Regions from separate parts of the Mus musculus genome. Here regions 2 and 3 are each linked to region 1. A link is a contact called in public Hi-C and HiChIP or PLAC-seq data. All regions are on one chromosome and are shown on one strand. The core of a region is the stretch at or near the end of the contact, and the rest is flanking DNA. Distances in the headings are between cores, read along the strand shown.

Region 1 (3,986 bases), core at 499-2,998:
GGGACTTGAACTTAGGTCCTCATGCTTGCACAGCAAGTACTTTTACTCACCGAGCCTTCTCCAAAGACTTATATTTATTTCTGACTTCTTTACCCCATAGGAATACTAAAGTCAAGATTCCTAGAGATTTGTCTACCAAGGAGTGGGCTTAAAATCTTTAGTTATTTGTTATCTTGCTCATTTCTCTTTTGTTTGGTTTGAGAGTGTCCCTATGTGTGTAGCTCAGCTGGCTGCTGCATTTTGCTATATCACCCAAGCTGGCCGTCTTCACCCTCCCAAGTGTTGGGATCATAGGTGTGAATGGCATACCTTGCTTTATAACCCCTGATCAACCTCTCAAGTGCTGTGATGAGAAGCATGAATGGCCACACTTGACTTCTTATTTTACAGCTTAATAATTACAACCTTTATTAACTTTTAGAGTCATAGCCTATCCTGTTTAGTATCTTGGCTCTTTCTTTCTGACCTTATTGAGGTTGTAGTTAATGCTGTTGGCTGCCTGCTTATTACACTTTAATACCTTGATTGTTCCCAAATTGTAGTTTTTAATACTGCAGCCATTTCCTCCCTTCTAAGTGGTAGTAAGGATCATAAACCCAAGGGAAGCCTCCCAAAGGACCTCATAAAGTAAACAGCAGGGAAGAGAGTGAGGAGACCCCTGAAACACAGATCCATCTCCAAACAATGCATAACTGCAATACACAAACACAAGAAATATGAAAATGCAGGCAGTGCGACTCATCCAAAGCACATGGCTTCTCAGTGAGATGCCGAAATCCCAAAAAAGTGTTACTTTATTCAAATAAATAAGCAGGCGAGAAGTCGACATGAAACCTGAATAAGAAAGCCAGCAATGTGGCTAAGAAATTCAGCAGAGTAATCGAGACTAGGAGTGAAAACTCAGAAATACTGGAAATGAAAACTCAGCAAAGCATACTTCAATGCGCGCACATATGTGCATCTACACACAATCGTTGGCTCTTGTTATGTTGATCCACCAACTGGGGACCAAGCATTCAAACATATGAGCCTATGGGACCCACAAAACACAGTGGGGAGGCTCTGTCTGCAGCAGTCTATAGGAGCTCGGCACTGTCACAGGGAAGAGACTCTGTGGACACGTAGGCCATCTGAGTGTGGGGTAGCTGGGAGGATGCGAGGGGGAAGCTTGAGGGTTTGGCTTCATTCTCTTCCCAGCATTGCCTTGGGAAAGACTGCTGTTCCCTGGTGGCATGAAGAACATTCATGCTCTTTAGAAGCCCAGGTAACTCAGGGATACAGACAGACAGACCAAAGGAACCCTGCTGGCATTAGGTGTTGAAGAAAGACAGGCATTTTGCCCCTCCTGCTCTGTACAAGGAGTAGGAACAGTATACACTTCTCCAGGTTGTGACCAGGAATGTAAGGAGGGTCCTGTGGTGGAGACAGAAGGCAGTTATGGTGGAGGCTGCAGTGGAGACATAGAAGGCAGTTATGGTGGAGGCTGCAGTGGAGACATAGAAGGCAGTTATGGTGGAGGCTGCAGTGGAGACATAGACGGCAGTTATGGTGGAGGCTGTGATTCACCAGGATGGAGATGAGATACCTGCTGCTCACTCTCCTCAGGCCCAACATCTAGACGTGGAGAGTGCCTTTTCATGAGACCCGAAATGAGACAGCACAAGTCCCCTGAATGAGTTAACGAGAGGACCCAGAATCCTCAAGCCTTCCTTCTGTGTTGTGAGTTTTCCTTTGTAGCCACTAGATGGCAGTGTGCCAAAGGCTATTCCTTATGCCAAAGGCTGTTAACAGTCATGGACTGCTCCTAAATTTTACCTTGTTCTAAGACGTAAAATTATGCCCAGGATTTCTATGTATGAGCTGGGAACCTGCCCCATACGCTCTCAACATGCACACGCGTTGCCACAGCACAACCAGAAGCCGAATGCGCCTAGATCTGGTTAAATGGCACTTCTTGTCCTACTTGGCTTTGCTCCCTTCGGCCATTTTACAATTGTAGAGCATCAGGCAGCAGGGTGACTGTGTCCTTGGCTTGCTTTATAGCCATGGTCAAGAGTTTCATACTAAAGTTCCCAATGCCCACAGATCCCCCAGCATCTAAATCATGAGGAACTCTGCTGTGAAGTTCACAAGTGTGTGCCGAGTGTGTTGAGGGGCTAAGAATTTAGGCCCCTTCACATCAGGGCCATCTCTCTGTTGTCTTACAGAGATCCTGCTTGGGTACTCCTCACTGTCAGGAGTGGTGTTCAGACACCTCCTAAGATGTAGCTAAACGATAAAAACACAGTTTGCTTCACCAGGAGCTGGCCTGTTTGATGCCCTATATGAACAGAGCCCATGCTTAGCTACAGTTACCTTCCTGTTTCTGTTACCATGGCAAACCCTCAAGTAGGAAACTCTAGAAATGAACAATTCACAAATTTTAAATAACTCTGATTGCAGACTGTGGTAATTATCGTGTTTTATAACTAATAGTTATGGTTAATCTCTTACCATGACTAATTTGGAAATTAAGCTGTATCATAGGTGTGTAGGTGTGGGGGAAACCCAGAGTATTCAGGATATGGTACTATTGAGGCTTTCAGATATCTGCCAGGCATATTGGAAGACCCCCCCCCCACACACACACACATTAATAATGCTGGCTGTTGTTCTACGATGAGACCAGAAGCAATTTCATAAGTTTCTCTTTAATCAGTGGCACAGCGCTGATGGCTGTCACCATTATCAGCACGGATGTAGATTTGTTTTGTGACATCCTTTCTAGTGGTTAGACACCAACTTGAAGCTCTCAGAAAGCCTCATATAAAGTCATACATAATTCACACACTAAATGGTGGATCTGGAACTCTGCCTCTTGTCTTCCTGGCTGGAATTTAAAACATAAAAGGATCATTTAGTGCTTGGGCCCTCTTCCTTCTGGAATGTGCTTGACAGAATTCCGGTAAGTGTGAACCATTCCACTAAATCTTTGTTCAAGACTCAAAGACTCACTTTCAGACCAGTGGCAAAGAGCTTTTGAGTGGGAACTATCTCAATTCTAACTAATATGTCAAATTCTGATTTTAAGGTGCCCAATAGATTGAACTCAAATAATCAGATTCCTGTTTGCAATGAACTTTTCTTTGAAACACACCAACAGGCATCATTACAACTTATGTTCTGCACCTACCAGAATATGCCATCCTGTCTGGAAAGGGCATAAATGTCAAAGAGCTTTCCAGAACTGTATGCAGTCTGTCCTCCTTCTCTTCTTTCTGTCTCTCCTCTGAGTTTCCTCCTTCCTCTCTCTCCTTCCACAGCTGACCGAATGCAGGGCTTCATACGTGCCAGGCCTGGTACTATTGAGCTCTGCCTCAACCCCTCTTGACAATACAGACTTGTCATTTTAAAACATTTTTTTATTTAATTAATTACTATTTTTAGTTCTCCGAGACAGAGTTTCTCTGTATATCCCTGGCTGTCCTGGGACTACTAACTCTGTAGACCAGGCTGGCCTTGAACCCAGAGATCTGCCTGCCTCTGCCTCCTGAGTGCAAGCAGGTGTGCCATCCTTGCCCAGCTACACTTTTTTTTTTTTTAAGAAGGGTCTCATGTAGCCCAGGATGGACTTTCACTCACTATGTAGCCCAGGATGACCCTGACCTCCTGACGCTCCTGCTCCACTCCCAAGTGCTGGGGTTGCAGGTGTGTATCACCACTCCAGGTGTATGTGGTGCTCAGGATGCAACCAGGACTTCTTCACACACGCTAGGCAAGCACCGAGTTTCATCCTCGGCATCTACTTGTACACATGTTTATTTGGGATTTCGGTGAAGCAAGCTCCACCACTGGGCCTTCCACTAAGCAAGGTCTAGCCTTTGACACTGCGCCTGTGTCTGCCTGCACCTCAACACTGTCCTCTCCCAGCAGTCAGCCCAGAGTCTCCTTATAGGCTCTGAGCCACGCCTCACTCTGCCTCTCCAACCCCCATCCTTAAGACCCAG
Region 2 (3,986 bases), core at 729-3,228, 730 kb after region 1:
TCCCTTAGTAAAGGGGTTCCTGGAAGAAGGACTGAGTGGCTCAGTGGGTACAGGTGCTTGCTCAATAATTTCAACAAGTAGATGCCAGTCAATGTCAAAGCCATTTGAAAACAATAGACCAGAGAAAGCAGTTCTCCCTCCCTCTCTCCTTCCCTCCTTTCTTTCTCTTGCCTCTGAAACATCTTTATTTGGAAGTACTCCCTAATTTTGACAGGTCCTCCCCACAGGCTAACAAGTACACTGCCCCAAAGGCTTATTCTACCTGCCATGTATCAAACCTGTCAACAAAATCCCCTTTATGAAGGGAAGAGCCTTTTGGAGGTGTGATCTGCTTGGTGAGTAGCTGCAGCAGGCTGGATAGCTCTACTCTCACCCAGAGCCCCCTTGGAGATGAAGAGCCATGGACTCAGTTTTCAGGGCTCCTTACAGACAGGAGTCTCTCTGAGACACAGGCTCTGCCAAGCACGTGCACACTGTGACTCAGATGAAGGAAGAGCACTCTGTGAGATGGCTTATGCATGGGGAATGGTGTCAGAGGAAGCTGACCTCCTTATCTCCAGATAGCATGGCATAGTTCTTGGACATGGCTTGGACACTGTCATCAGAGCAGACCCTAGATGCAGAGTCTGTTCCTCCTCATCTTAATGAGCCCACATGTCACTAAATGTTCCTTCACACACATTGTTCTGCTCAAGCCAGCCAGGGTAGACACATTGCCTGAAACTAAGAACCCTCTGAGATAGGACAAAGGTTGAGGCCTGAAGGGCCAGGGGGCCAGTTATGTGGAGCTTCCACAGACTAGTGCAACCCTTGAGGCCAAGAAAGAGATTGTTGCTTTTTAAAACACCAAAAGCCAAATGGGGGGAGGTAGGAAAAGAGGAAGAATCCAGGCAGCACAGGTAGGGGCTGGGGGAAGCAGGAAGCCACAGGGCCTTCTTCATGGTACAGGCAAATGGTGCCCAATCCAGAAATGATCTGCCTTGTGGCCAGTGGCATTGTTCCGACTCTCTGTGTCAGTTCTTCAGTGCACTCTGTTTGATCTTCTCACAGGTATGTGTATGTGTGTGTGTGTGTGAGAGAGAGAGAGAGAGACAGACAGACAGACAGACAGACAGAGAGACAGACAGAGAGAGACAGAGAGACAGACAGAGAGAGACAGACAGAGAGACAGAGACTACTTTAGATGAGTTTGTAATAACAACCATGAGAGTGAAGCCCACTGAGGTCTGAGGTTCTGGGAAGGCTTTGTGGCCAACCGGGCCAGTTGGGTGGGGGTGGGGGAGGGGAGGAGTGAGGAGGGTCCCTTAATATATACCCCCACCCCCAGCCCAGTTCTCAAAAGGACAAGGTTCCACATGACATTTGGGTCATCGTGTCAGAAGTGTCACAATGTCCATTTCCCAAGTGAGAAATCCAGCCGTTTTGGTCAGATTCACCTGATGTCAAGTCCGAGCTCCAACACTGTCATCTGACACCCACTCATGATAACACCCCATCAGTTTGGTTGTAAAGCCAAATGGCAGTTCCCAGAAAAAGTATAAAAGAGACATAACATACCTGACAAGAAGCCTGGTAAGGGAGGAGCGATCCATTGGCTCAGGTTTGAGGGGAGACGATCCGAAGTTAACTGAGCACAGAAGCCTTCAGTAATGACCATGAACAGCTCTGTTCAGTCTTTGTGCTCATCTACAGTGAATACTTTAACTGCTGAGCCATCAATAGTCTCTTTATGAGTCTTAAAAGCATGTCAAGGTATGGATTATTTTTTCTCTAACAGATTACATATGAAGATTTCTGTATCTTGTATTTAAGTTTATCATCAGAACTCTCATAATTGGGTAAACAGAACACCAAGAAGAGCTTCTGGTCTTCCCAGGCTCGTGCATGCTGCTCGCTTGAAAACTACAATTCCCAGGATTCTGTGAGCCGAAGAGGTGATCCTGGCCGAGGTCCGAGAGGCGGGTCCCAAGGCCCGCGCACGCGCCCGGGTTCCGGAGTTTGAGCTCGCCAGCAGGGCAAGCACACTAGGAACACCTGCGACACCCTGTCGGCAGGTGGGCAGCGCGGGCATCTGTGGCGCAGCTGGGCCCCGGGCTCGGAGCGGACGGGGCACAGAGCCCGGCTTCAGGTGAGGCGCTAGGCCGGGCCGGGCCGGGCTTGGTGCCCGACCCTGGACTGCAGGGGAGGCCGGCGGGCTTGCCGGACCCAGGGCGGTAGACGCCGCCTGCAGCAGGCGCCGAGGTGGGAGGGGTGGGCCTGAACCGCCCGGCCCCCGATGGCGCACTGGACCGTTCGGCTGGAGCCTTCACTGCCTCTGACCGCGGGGACGCACATGCTCGTGCCTGGGAAAGAATGGTGCACATTTGGCACAGGTGGCGTGGAGCAAGGAGAGATGAGCAGTGGGGGCCTGGGCTGCGCCAGCTGCGTTTGAAGCGGTGCCTGGGTCGGCCTGTTGCTGACCTTTAGGCAGTTGGGGCTCCGTAGAGAACCACCCGGATGGACGGACAGTCGGAGTTAGGAGTTTGTCTGCTTGACAATGGCGGGGGGGTGGGGGTGGGGGCGGCTACTGACGGACGACCCTGATGGACTTGCCTATAGGAACCCGTTTTCTCATCGTTAGTGGGAATCCGGGGTAAAAGTTTGGGACCTTCCACCAGAATCACGCTGCAGGTTGTGAGCAGCCAGTATCCTCTGACCTTATGCCAACCAGCCCCGAGCCTGTTGGTGTAGATGGTTTTAGGCTTATGGGACATGTGAATATTAGCACAATTCATTTACCATGTGTGGACTGTTCCAGGCACTGGGAAAATCTTGGCTCCTTTACCGGCCATGTCCCCATAAGTAACTCATTCACTTTCTCTGGTCCCTTCCTTCATCCTCTGTAAGACAGAGTGAAAAAAGACCTTCTTTGAAGAATTGCTGTGAGGCTTCCATGAGGTAATGCTGGCAAAGCTTTCTGTCTGGGTTCTGAACACATCAAATGTTAGCATGCACGACCACCAACTCTATAGACAAGGTTGGAGTTCTGGTTCCGGGTCCTGTCTTTTCCACAGACTAGCTGCTCTCAGGCTTTTAGGATCAGCCGGCCCTTTCACATGAAGGATCCGAGTTCCAAGTGGTGACAGAGTTAGAAGAGAACTGGATACTTTATCCTCAGAGGTGAGAGCTGAGAGCCCCTGGGGGCCTTGGAAAGGGAGGGAGCTGGTGAGTGGATTCACCCTGGTGGAGCATCATCCTGGTGTGCTGGACTGTCAGGGCCGTCAGGGTTGGTTTGTTTGCTAAGGATGAATCCAAAGCCTCCTGCGTGCTGAGCAAACATTCTGCTACACCCGTTCACTCTCTACTCTTTGCTTTGATTCACGGTCTCAGTAAGTCCTAGACACACCTAAGCTATGATCTTCCTGCTTCATCCTCCCCAGTAGCTGGGACAGCAGGCCTGTGACATCAGCCCAAGCTGACGACATGCTTCTAACCAACCTTGGACTTCTGGCTGGCAAGTTCTTGCTTTCAGAAATAGCAGTAATAAGCAAAGGCTTCTAGAGAGCCAGAATATTAAATTACTCAACACTCTGTTCCCCAGAGGCCTTGTCAGTCACCTCAGCATGGTTGTCTGGAGGGACACTCTCCCTCAGGAGATGCTAAAATGATCCCCAGGGCTTTTCAAGTTGGGTGAGAGATATGGCAGGGAAGGAAGACTCCAGACAGGCTACCATGGGCTTTGCAATTCAGGCTTGAGTTTGAACTTCAGCCCCTCCCCATAATAGCTACAGTGTATTGAACAATACATATAGCAGTCCCAAGCATATGCCCTTTAGTGTGTTTCATAGTACTTGCCTTAGGTTATAGCAGGGATGAGACCACATATGCAGAACTTAGAGTGCTGCCTGCATAGAGTGAGAGTCAGTAAATGGGTTTTTATATTGCTGCTGTCTTACAGAGTTGGATAATTGCCAGGCACAGAGCTTTGCTTCTGTTGGGTCACTGGG
Region 3 (3,986 bases), core at 430-2,929, 710 kb after region 1:
TCTAAAAATTCAATGTATGACTTCTGTAGTACTCTCCATTGATCATGTGCCCCCTCCCGAATTTACCATATTTTAATGTTTCTTTGTTTGTCTCATGAAACACTGGAGTAGGTAATACAATGTGGAGCAACGGCAACTACACAGATCCTTCCACTTTCAGAGCTCCTTTTAAAACATTTATTTTTTATTACATGTGTTGGGTGTTTTGCCTGCATGCATATATGTGTACATGTGCACCGGCAGAGGCCAGGAGAGGGCATTACATCCATGGAAGTGTAGTTAGAGTCGGGAACTGAACTCAGGTCCTCTGTATGAGCAGCCAGTGCCCTTAACCACTGAGCCGTCTTTCTAGGGCTTCTTATTGCTACTGCTGATTTTGTGGCTGCTGCTGCTGTCTGTGTCTTGTGGCCCCAGTAGATTACTGAGGTAGTCTGTACTTCCTGTAGTGAAGGCCACAGGAGATTCTGCTGGCTCCACTCAGCTGTCAGCTAATGAGACAGTGATTGCTTTGAGTGTGGTGAGCCCGCAGGTCCTTTATAGTTGTCCAGAGGCTCTGTGTGGCCTGAGGTGTGTCTTTTGCTTAAGCTTTCCCCTTTTGCTTGTGAAAAGTTTCATAGAAACATATGGCTTACACACATACACTCACTCACTTACTCACTCACTCACAGACACACTCATACTCACACACAAATACACACACTCACATTCACACTCTTATACACACTCATATACACATACACACATTCATTCACACACACACTCTTTCTCTCTCTCTCTCTTTCTTACACACACACAGACACACACACACACACACTCACATACAGAGGCATGGCACCTTTCTGCAAATCATGACTTTTTAGATCCCCAGATGATGTCAAAGCTTTTTCTTCATCATAAATTTTTGGCCAACCTTGTTTGTATCAATGTTTTCCCATGTAACTTTATAAATATTATTTCTAATAATGTTATTAGATTTTTATATTAAATTTTAATTTGTATGTGTTTTGCCCATGTGTATGTATGTGCGCTGCTGTCATGCCTGGTCCACGCACAGGTCAGGAGAGGACAATGGGTCCCCAGACCTTGAGTTGAGATGGTTATGAATCCCCATGGTGCTTTCTGACACTCGGAACCCAGTCAGGTTCCGCACCAACACAGATGTTGGCTCTCTGCTCTCAGCGTCTTCCTTCTATCGTGAGGGGCTTCCATCCACCTCTGTAACTCTGTTTAAAATAAAGGATATGCCAAAGTGTCTGCAAATGTGTTCTTATTTAAAACCAAGCAGAGATGACTTTGATGTGTTTGACGCTGACGGCTCAAAGTGAGCCTGCTTTGCTCTCTCTTTTGGTTGATGAGACAGATCCCCTTTCTCTTCCTCGCACTATACCGGCTCTTGCTGCAAGAAGGAATTCACACAAAACATCTCAACCTGGCTTTCTTCTGATACTCACGGAGGCATCGCAGGCTGACACTTGCCCTTCTCCTCTGTGATTCTAAGACCTGGGGTCAGTGAGTGACTGTGCATGGAGAAACACCTACAGATAGACTCGGGTGGGACCCATGGAGGTGTCATTTTAACAGTACAAAAGAGCCAAGGTTCTCTTCCTCAGTGCAGCCCTTCTCAGACCACACACAGCAGGAGAGCCAGATGCCGCACCTCTGCCAAGTCTCCACGCTGCTTGGCAAGGAGCGTGGCCAGCAGCCAATGGGGCAAGGGGCAGAGGGGAGAACATTCTGAGTCGGCTTTACAGAGTCACAGTTTCAACTTAGTCAAAAGTGGACTCTTTAATAATATAGAGCCTTTAAGCAGCCAAAGGCTTAAAGTCTAGCATAAAGCAGATTCTCACAGCTGGAAGGTAAATCCCCAGAAGACAGCCCTCACCATGGAAACGCTGACACAGCCTTCCAGTCCCTCTCGGGAATTAAACCCCTCATTTCAATGTTTTTCTTTATTTTGAGCTGGAATCACATACAAGTCTAGGAATGCAACTCGTTCTGATAGGAAACTAAATGCTGCCCCCTGTCAGGACCCAGAGGGAAGTGTCCTCTCACTACAATAGTGCACAGTCAGGTTTAGACAATCATGGACCCAGGAAAGAAAATCCTGCAAGGTTTTTCCCTGGGAAAAATGAAGAAGGGAAGGGAAAGGAAGGGAGAGGAGGGGGAGGGAGGGGAGGGAAAGAGAGGAGAAGGGGAAGGGGAAGAGAGAAAGGGAAGGGGAGGGGAGGGAAGAGAAAGGGGGAAGGAAGGGAGAGAAGGAAGGGGAGGAGAGGGAGAGAAAAAGAAGAAAAGGGAAGGGAAGGGAGGGGAGGGGAGGGGAGAGGAGAGAAGGAAAAGAAGAAGGGAACCGGAGGGGAAAAAAAGGAAGAAGAGGGGAGACATGATATTAAAAGAACAGCCACTGTGAGCAACTGGGGCTGAGTCCTTGGAGGAATTCTGGAAGCAGCGTAGGCTCCTTCCATAAAAACCCCACAAGAGGAGTTTCCAGAGTATGCTTTGCTGAGAAGCAGCCCAGAGAGTGAAACTCAGAACAGAGGTTAGAGGTTAGAGGTTAGAGGTTAGAGGTTAGAGGTTAGAGGTTAGAGGTTAGAGGTTAGAGGTTAGAGGGGAGGCTGGTAATGTCACCCAAAGGTCAGAGGACACAGCAACAGAAGGGCTCTGGGCAGGGAAGGGATCCAGCTGACTTTGCTGAGGTCGTCTTAAGCTCCTCTTGTCAAGCACCCAGCATCCCACAGCTCTTGCCTGGTATTGGTTCTTTCCCGACTTACCTTCGTGAATCTTAATACGCTGTTATTTGTGATGGAAGAGCATAGCATGTAAAAGAATCAGAAAGCTTATGTCCTAGTTTGCTTTCTGTGGCTGTTATAAAACACTGACCAAAATCAACTTGATTTTGGAAAGAAACTTGAAAAGGAGAGAAAAATGTTTATTCCATCTTACAATCCCAGCTAACGTGTCATCAGGAAGCCAGGCGCTCAGGGCAGGACCTGAAGCGGAGACCACAGGGGATGCTGTGTACTGACTTCCTCCATAAGCTCATGAAGATTTGAGCTCTCAGTGGCCTCCCCTAGCCCAAGGCTCTGAAATGGCCTATCACGACGATACCCCACTCTCTGATACCAATTTCTGTCCCAGTTTGCTTTTTGTTGCTGGGATAAAATATGGATAAAAAGTAAACAGGAGGGAAAAGGGTTTGTTTGCCTTACAGGTTATATCCAGTCCACCAGACCAGGGAAGAAATTGAAGCAGGGCCCATGGAGAAATGATTGCTTACTGGCTTGCTCTCTATGGATTTCTCGGCTGCTTTTCACACAGCCCAGACCTAACTGCATAGGGATGGCACTGCCCACTGTGCTGGACCCTCTCACCCCAACTAGCAATCAAGAAATTGCCCACAGACAAGCCAAAGGCACCTGCCTTTGATGGAGGCAATTCCTCAACAAAGTTCCTTCTTCCCAGGTGACTCTAGTTTGTGTCAAGTTGTCAAAAATTAACTAGTGCAACCTCAAATAAGCAGAAAGCCCGTGCAACCTCAAACAAGCAGAGAAGGAAGCAGAGTCCCAGAGGCACAACTCCTGTGCCTTTGGTCCTGTGTGTGCCATCCCTTTGTAAGGACTTCATGATCAGGGTCAACCTATGTTTCCTGAACGGCACTGTTCTGTGACTCCTCATTCTAAGTAGCAGGTTTTATAAACACACACACACACACACACACACACACACACACACACACACACTTTATCTAACAAAGGCCAAAGAATCTTGAATTATTTCCAAACCTTCTCTAGCATCTGTTGGACATTTACAGGGAGTGGCAGGCCATGACAGTAAGTAAATTGGTGAGGAGAGGGGAAAAAATTAAACTTGGAAAATACTTGTTATTTTTAAAAATATGAGGACTAAATAATCCCAAAAGTCAGAGAGTTTTACTTTGAAGGTGAGCCTAGAAGTGGCATTAATATTCCTGTGGGCACTGGCAAAGCAAA

What was found. A called contact is a pair of places that touch in the nucleus more often than the background predicts. HiChIP or PLAC-seq counts read pairs in DNA pulled down with a chosen protein or histone mark.
Region 2: an H3K4me3 HiChIP or PLAC-seq map of forebrain shows a contact between it and region 1, with 4 times the contacts expected there. The contact joins the promoter of Pomgnt2 here to the enhancer-like site in region 1. A contact is called at or near these places in 3 of 39 promoter capture datasets (hippocampal neurons, pre-B cells and second pharyngeal arch cranial neural crest) and 3 of 115 datasets of contacts at active chromatin or transcription factors (embryonic basal ganglia, embryonic forebrain and forebrain).
Region 3: a Hi-C map of the N1E-115 cell line shows a contact between it and region 1, with 15 times the contacts expected there. The contact joins two enhancer-like sites. A contact is called at or near these places in 3 of 39 promoter capture datasets (hippocampal neurons, pre-B cells and second pharyngeal arch cranial neural crest), 9 of 484 Hi-C or Micro-C datasets (3T3-L1-derived adipocytes, the N1E-115 cell line, cerebellum and 5 more) and 1 of 115 datasets of contacts at active chromatin or transcription factors (embryonic basal ganglia).

Annotation. Positions count from the first base shown.
Region 1 is chr9:122,727,508-122,731,493 of GRCm38.p6, reverse strand. No RefSeq gene overlaps it. Among named protein-coding and RNA genes, the nearest start is that of Gm51699, 9.5 kb to the left of the region's middle. Within about 2 kb of position 1,748, at least 10 of the 459 cell types and tissues checked have an H3K27ac peak or open chromatin away from gene starts, as enhancers often do. A contact at or near this core is called in the N1E-115 cell line and forebrain, where this site is marked.
Region 2 is chr9:121,994,018-121,998,003 of GRCm38.p6, reverse strand. Pomgnt2 (protein O-linked mannose beta 1,4-N-acetylglucosaminyltransferase 2) reads left to right here and starts at 1,978. Exons shown (of 2, transcript NM_153540.4): 1 at 1,978-2,128. It overlaps Gm39463 (a long non-coding RNA gene), which reads right to left and starts at 2,018. Exons shown (of 2, transcript XR_871388.3): 1 at 1,558-2,018.
Region 3 is chr9:122,016,909-122,020,894 of GRCm38.p6, reverse strand. No RefSeq gene overlaps it. Among named protein-coding and RNA genes, the nearest start is that of Pomgnt2, 23 kb to the right of the region's middle. Within about 2 kb of position 1,679, at least 83 of the 459 cell types and tissues checked have an H3K27ac peak or open chromatin away from gene starts, as enhancers often do. A contact at or near this core is called in the N1E-115 cell line, where this site is marked.